Regions from separate parts of the Gossypium hirsutum genome. Here region 1 is linked to region 2. A link is a contact called in public Hi-C data. All regions are on one chromosome and are shown on one strand. The core of a region is the stretch at or near the end of the contact, and the rest is flanking DNA. Distances in the headings are between cores, read along the strand shown. Region 1 has its middle 9.9 kb from the start of LOC121206483. Region 2 holds the start of LOC107917911 (kinesin-like protein FRA1).

Region 1 (2,700 bases), core at 21-2,520, 92 kb before region 2:
AATTAATTCTAGTTCGACAATGAATTAAGCATGCACCTTCCAATTATTGTGTCCATTAATCACCATTTGGTTTAGATTAAGTAACTAATTCTAATGCATTCAAACATATTTTAATGCATGAATAACATGAATGATTTTAATTGGAAGTATAAGCAATTGAGGCACAGAACAATTAAAACATGAATTGAACGAATTAAATCAAGGCATTGCAATCATTCTAGCTAAAAAAACTAATTCATTATTTTAATGAAAAAGAAATTAAATAATTTTCAATCATGTTGATAAACTAAGAATAATTAAAGAAAAAAAGGAAAAAGAAACTTTAAGATCAATTCGGTGATTTCCTGAGAACTATTCGTGGTGGCTTACTCTGATTTTTATGGTTAATTCGATGCAAATTACTCCTCAAGGGGGCCGGACAAAAGAGAATTTTATCCCAAGAAATGCTTGTTCAGGGAACTCTTAAAGAGAGGATGGAAAAATGAAGAGAGTGGAGCGCTTAGGTGTGGAAGAGATAAGAGAAGGATGAGTGAATGTTGAGTGATGGATGAAAGGGTTTTGGCCTATAGTTTTACATATGAAAGGAGGCTAAAATTAGAGATTGCAAGCCACAATATTCTACCTTATGTGGCTGACCATGAATTGTGGAGAGGATGGGTGGTTTGTAACACCTCGATTTTTTGGGCCTAGAATAGTTGGGCTTTGAGTCTGGGATTCGGATAGAAGGAAACCTGAATAATTAGGAAGTTTTAAATATTACCGTTTAAGAAAAGAAATTTTGAATTACTACTAGAAAATTTTTACTATATTTATTATTACGGATATTTTAAATTTTTACGAAATTTTAATTAGTATTATGAGATAAAATTATTATTATTAGAAAAATATTACTGCATGTATGTTTGAAAAAATTTTATGAAAATTATTATTATTTACTGTATTATTGATATTTGAAATTTTTATTATTAGATATATTTATAAAATTATTATTATAATTATTATTATTAGATAGGGAAATATATATATATATTTATAAAAGTATTGTTGTTTTGGTGTTTAAGACTCTAGAAAAATTTTAATTTTATGCTACCTTAGGGAATCTGGGCAGTAGGCCTTATTAATAATTTGGGCTGAGTTTTAGCATAAAGGAGCAACTGGCCTAGTGGCTAAGCACGCTAGGAAGACTGGGAGGTGTCTGGGTTCAAGGCACGGGGTGCGCAATTTAAGAGTTTTCTTTAGTATGCAGATCGCGATTGGAATAAGGATTAAGAAGGGTTGCGAGTATAATTTAACACAAGGAGCGTCTGTGGCACAGTGGCAGCAGCGTGCTAGGCTTGCAAAGAGGTTATGGGTTCGATTCCAGGGGAAGGCGAATTCTGTTTTATTTTTAGCAAGCCAGAACTGAAGCGGATAAAGCTTAAAATTAAATGTGAAAGGATTATGTCCTGAAAGGAACTTCGGTCCAGTGGCAAGCAAAGTGTGTGTGGGGTTAGAAGGTCGCAGGTTCAAATCGTGTGGAAGGCGAAATTCTCTTTTATTTTTAAGCGGACTGGAGCTTCAGCAGGTAAGGTTTAAAATTAACTGTGACCTTATATGTGTAAGAAAAGAATCCTGGTGCAGTGGCCAGCAGCACGGGTGTGGACGGAGGTTTGGTGTTCAAGTTGCAGTTTGCGCACGTAAGGTTTGGATTTTTGCTGCATGCGTGAGGAAGGAATTGGGGTCTGATCAGGACTCTTCGCAGTATGCCTGAAGCGGTGGAAACGGTGGGCTTGATTGGCTAGGAGTTTGAATGAAATTCAAATAATGGATGAGGCCAACAATCAAGGAAATTCGGGAATTGGAATTGGGAAAGAATTCCTATGCCGGAAGGCACTCTTTCGGCCATAGCTATATTAAATGCCGTATATTTTGGTCTTTAGGATTCATTTTTTTCCTTCTTCTATGTTCTTTTTTTTTTCTTTCCTTCTCTCATCTCTTCTCCTCTTCTCTTTTCTTTTTCCTCTTGCCGATTCTCATCCTATCTTTTTGCCGAACCTAAATCTTTCATATTCTTCTTCTTTTCTCTCATAAATCCTCAACAAAACTGGTTAGCCGAATTTCCACTGAAGCCAAACCTCTTATCTTTTCTTTCAAAACCAAAATCTTACTACTTTGAGGTACTGCAAAGGCCGAACCCTTGGTTGAATATTTTCCCTTCTTAGGCAGTGGTTGGATCTACAATCGATAGGGAGTAGTGTCATAACAATATAGGTAAACGCTCGAATCTTTTTTTCGTTATTCATGAATTAAGGTAAAAACTGAAAAACCCCTATATGCAAAGGGTGCCTGTTGATTGTACTAAAAATGTTTAGTAGTGATATCTGATTTGTTTTCCTATAGTGTGGATTAAAGGCAACTGATCAAAGGCTTGGATACTTGGAACGATTGAATCTGGATCTAGTTCATATTTCGGCAAAGGTAAGAACACTAGTGCCTAAAGTGTTAATGGTCGATTTTTGGTAAGGAGTTTTGCAGATAAGTTGCTATGGATTCATAGTTAACGTATTAGTAATTGATTTTAGGCAGTTCGTGTGTGGAACTCGTCAGCGTTTCGTTGCAAACAGGTGTGTAAACGACACCCACTCATAGACTAGATCGGCAAAAGCGGAAAAGCCGAAAAGCCGAAAAGCCGGCATTTGTGAACTTGCGAGCGTGCAAGCA
Region 2 (2,700 bases), core at 114-2,613:
TTTCTGGGTTCTTTTTCTCTTCTTTTGCCATTTCTTCTTTCCTGGGTTAGCTTTTCGTCAATTTTATTTCTTTAATTTATTAGAACATATAATAGAGGTCTGTGGTCACAAATGAATATGTATTGCTTGCTTCATTGATTTTTTTTTTTGTTCAGAACTTGTTTGATTTCATATACAGTTTTTAAACTATTGGGGAAGTAATATTAGAACATCATCTTTTAAAAATTAAAATTATAGGAAAAAAAGAATCTAGTAAGAAAAAGATAAGTTAAATTTTGTTATTAGTCTTTCTACTTTATAAAAGTTATGAATTTAATTTTTATATTTTTTATTTGATTCATTTTAGTTCGAATCAGTCCATAATTTTAATTCCAAACGATAGTAATTAAATTTGTTTACTAGTGGCGTACAGGTGTAAGTTTAGTCTATTTATTCAAATTAGATCATTTCAAATTCTTATATTTTCTGAATTTTAAATTTTGATAACTAAATTTTTAATAAGTATATCAAATTTTAAAAATAGTATAATTTTACTTAATAAATTTAACAATTATAATTGAATAAAAAAATATAAAAATTGAACAAGTAACTTCTACATAGAACAGAGAATGATAAAAAAAAAAGAATGTAGGATACAAATAACAAAGTGGTTTTGACTTTTAGAAATGCTATATATGATTCCAAATCATGCGGCTTATGTGCTGTGGTTTTTTATTCTTGATAATTGGTGGTGGGGGAGTGGAATTACTTACTATCGAACGTTTATAAAATAATACTCTTACCACAGAGGATAATGGCGTGGTCATCCCTGTTTATCGACCATATCCTGAGCACAATGATAAAATTTTCATCCTCATAATACGTGGTTTTAGGAGCACTTATCTTTCTTTACATTTTTTTTTAATTTTTAAATTTTAACCAAAACCCAGAAAAAAATGGAGCTAAAAGGGGTAGAACTGTAAAGACAAGGACAAAAACGAAACTCCATGAAGGTTATAATAAGAAACAGAGGAACATGGGAAACTGAGATTTGCAGTAAGCAAAAAAGTAGGATAAAAAGGGAAAGAGTGTTACGAAAGTTCTTTTCCTTTTTCTTTTACATGACGATTTTTTATGTGAAGGCTAAGGAAAATGACAGTAGTTGTTGTTATCACTGCAGTTAAACTTTCTGCTTTGTATACTTCTATGGTTATGCTATCCCATTCCTTCTAATTCCTCAACTACCCTTCCCTCTTTTACAGTTCCTTTTCTATTTTTTCTTACATTTCCCAACAACAACAGCAGCAACCCATTTTCCATGAGAAGGGTTTTTTTACAAGGAAAAGAAGAAAAAAAATATTTTACTTTTTGGGTTTTCTTCTTCTCTCTTTTTGTGGAATTTTCTTTTAGCTGTTTCGTATGGAAGTTGGTGGAGGTTCAGAGGAATGTTGTGTTAAGGTTGCGGTTCATGTAAGACCACTTATCGGTGATGAGAAGGTTCAAGGTTGTAAAGACTGCGTTACTGTCATCCCAGGAAAGCCTCAGGTACTGTCACTTACTAGAATGCAGGCCTTAATTCTTTTAAGTGCTTTCAAATGGATGATTTTGGGTTTAATTTGAAGTATTTGGAGATCTGGATCTTTTGGATGCTTGAATAATTGATCAATCAAAATTAACTAATGAATATTTTGCTATGCTGCAGGTACAAATTGGGACACATTCCTTTACATTTGATCATGTGTATGGGAGCACCAGTTCTCCTTCTTGGATGTTTGAGGAATGCATTGTGCCACTTGTTGATGGCTTATTCCAAGGATATAATGCTACTGTTCTTGCTTATGGTCAGGTACAGCTGAATCTTTCACACCACACACCTAAATATTGCTGTTTTTATTTTCCTTCCAATTGAAGTTTGAAAAATTATTTCAGACTGGATCAGGTAAAACATATACTATGGGCACAGGCTTCAAAGGTGGCTCTCAAACAGGAATCATTCCTCAAGTAATGAATGCTTTGTTCAGCAAGATTGAAAATCTAAAACATCAAATCGAATTTCAATTGCATGTGTCCTTCATTGAGGTTTGTTAAAGAACCAAACATTTCATTTTGTTTGTTCTACTTTGCTGTAATACCTGTTGTTGTAAAAGCTTCGCCCTTCGTGTATCAGATATCCATTTTATGAATATATCTTCTGGTTTATGTGATCGAGAATTCTTTGCATCATTTTAAGTATCACAACTGGCTTGACTAGCTCTTCCTACTTTTTAGACCTGACATGCATAATTTTTATCTAATTTTGATGTAAAGATCCTGAAAGAAGAAGTGCGAGATTTGTTGGATCCTACTTTTTTGAACAAATCAGATACTGCAAGTGCGAATACTGGGAAAGTAAATGTCCCTGGAAAACCGCCAATACAGATTCGTGAATCATCAGATGGTGTTATTACACTGGCAGGATCTACTGAAGTTAGTGTCAGTACATTAAAAGAAATGGGTGCGTGCTTAGAACAGGGATCTTTGAGTAGGGCTACAGGGAGTACAAACATGAACAATCAGTCAAGGTTAGTTCATTCTCGGTTCTTGTTAAATTAAGTATTATTTAGTAATTACTTCTTTTAGTTTTACCTTTTTCTTGGTTTTATATGATTTGCTAAATGCAAATTTTGATAATTTTTTATATACCAAAATTTCAGGTAATATGCCAAAGTAATAATTTTCTAT

What was found. A called contact is a pair of places that touch in the nucleus more often than the background predicts.
Region 1: a Hi-C map of leaf shows a contact between it and region 2, with 2.5 times the contacts expected there. The contact joins the enhancer-like site here to the promoter of LOC107917911 in region 2. A contact is called at or near these places in 5 of 34 Hi-C or Micro-C datasets (callus, hypocotyl, leaf and 1 more).

What each region holds. Positions count from the first base shown.
Region 1 is chrA01:28,277,716-28,280,415 of Gossypium_hirsutum_v2.1, reverse strand. No RefSeq gene overlaps it. Among protein-coding and RNA genes, the nearest start is that of LOC121206483, 9.9 kb to the left of the region's middle. Within about 2 kb of position 1,270, at least 3 of the 9 cell types and tissues checked have an H3K27ac peak or open chromatin away from gene starts, as enhancers often do. A contact at or near this core is called in hypocotyl and leaf, where this site is marked.
Region 2 is chrA01:28,185,587-28,188,286 of Gossypium_hirsutum_v2.1, reverse strand. It overlaps LOC107917911 (kinesin-like protein FRA1), which reads left to right and starts at 1,363. Exons shown (of 26, transcript NR_175000.1): 1 at 1,363-1,524; 2 at 1,682-1,825; 3 at 1,909-2,058; 4 at 2,287-2,540.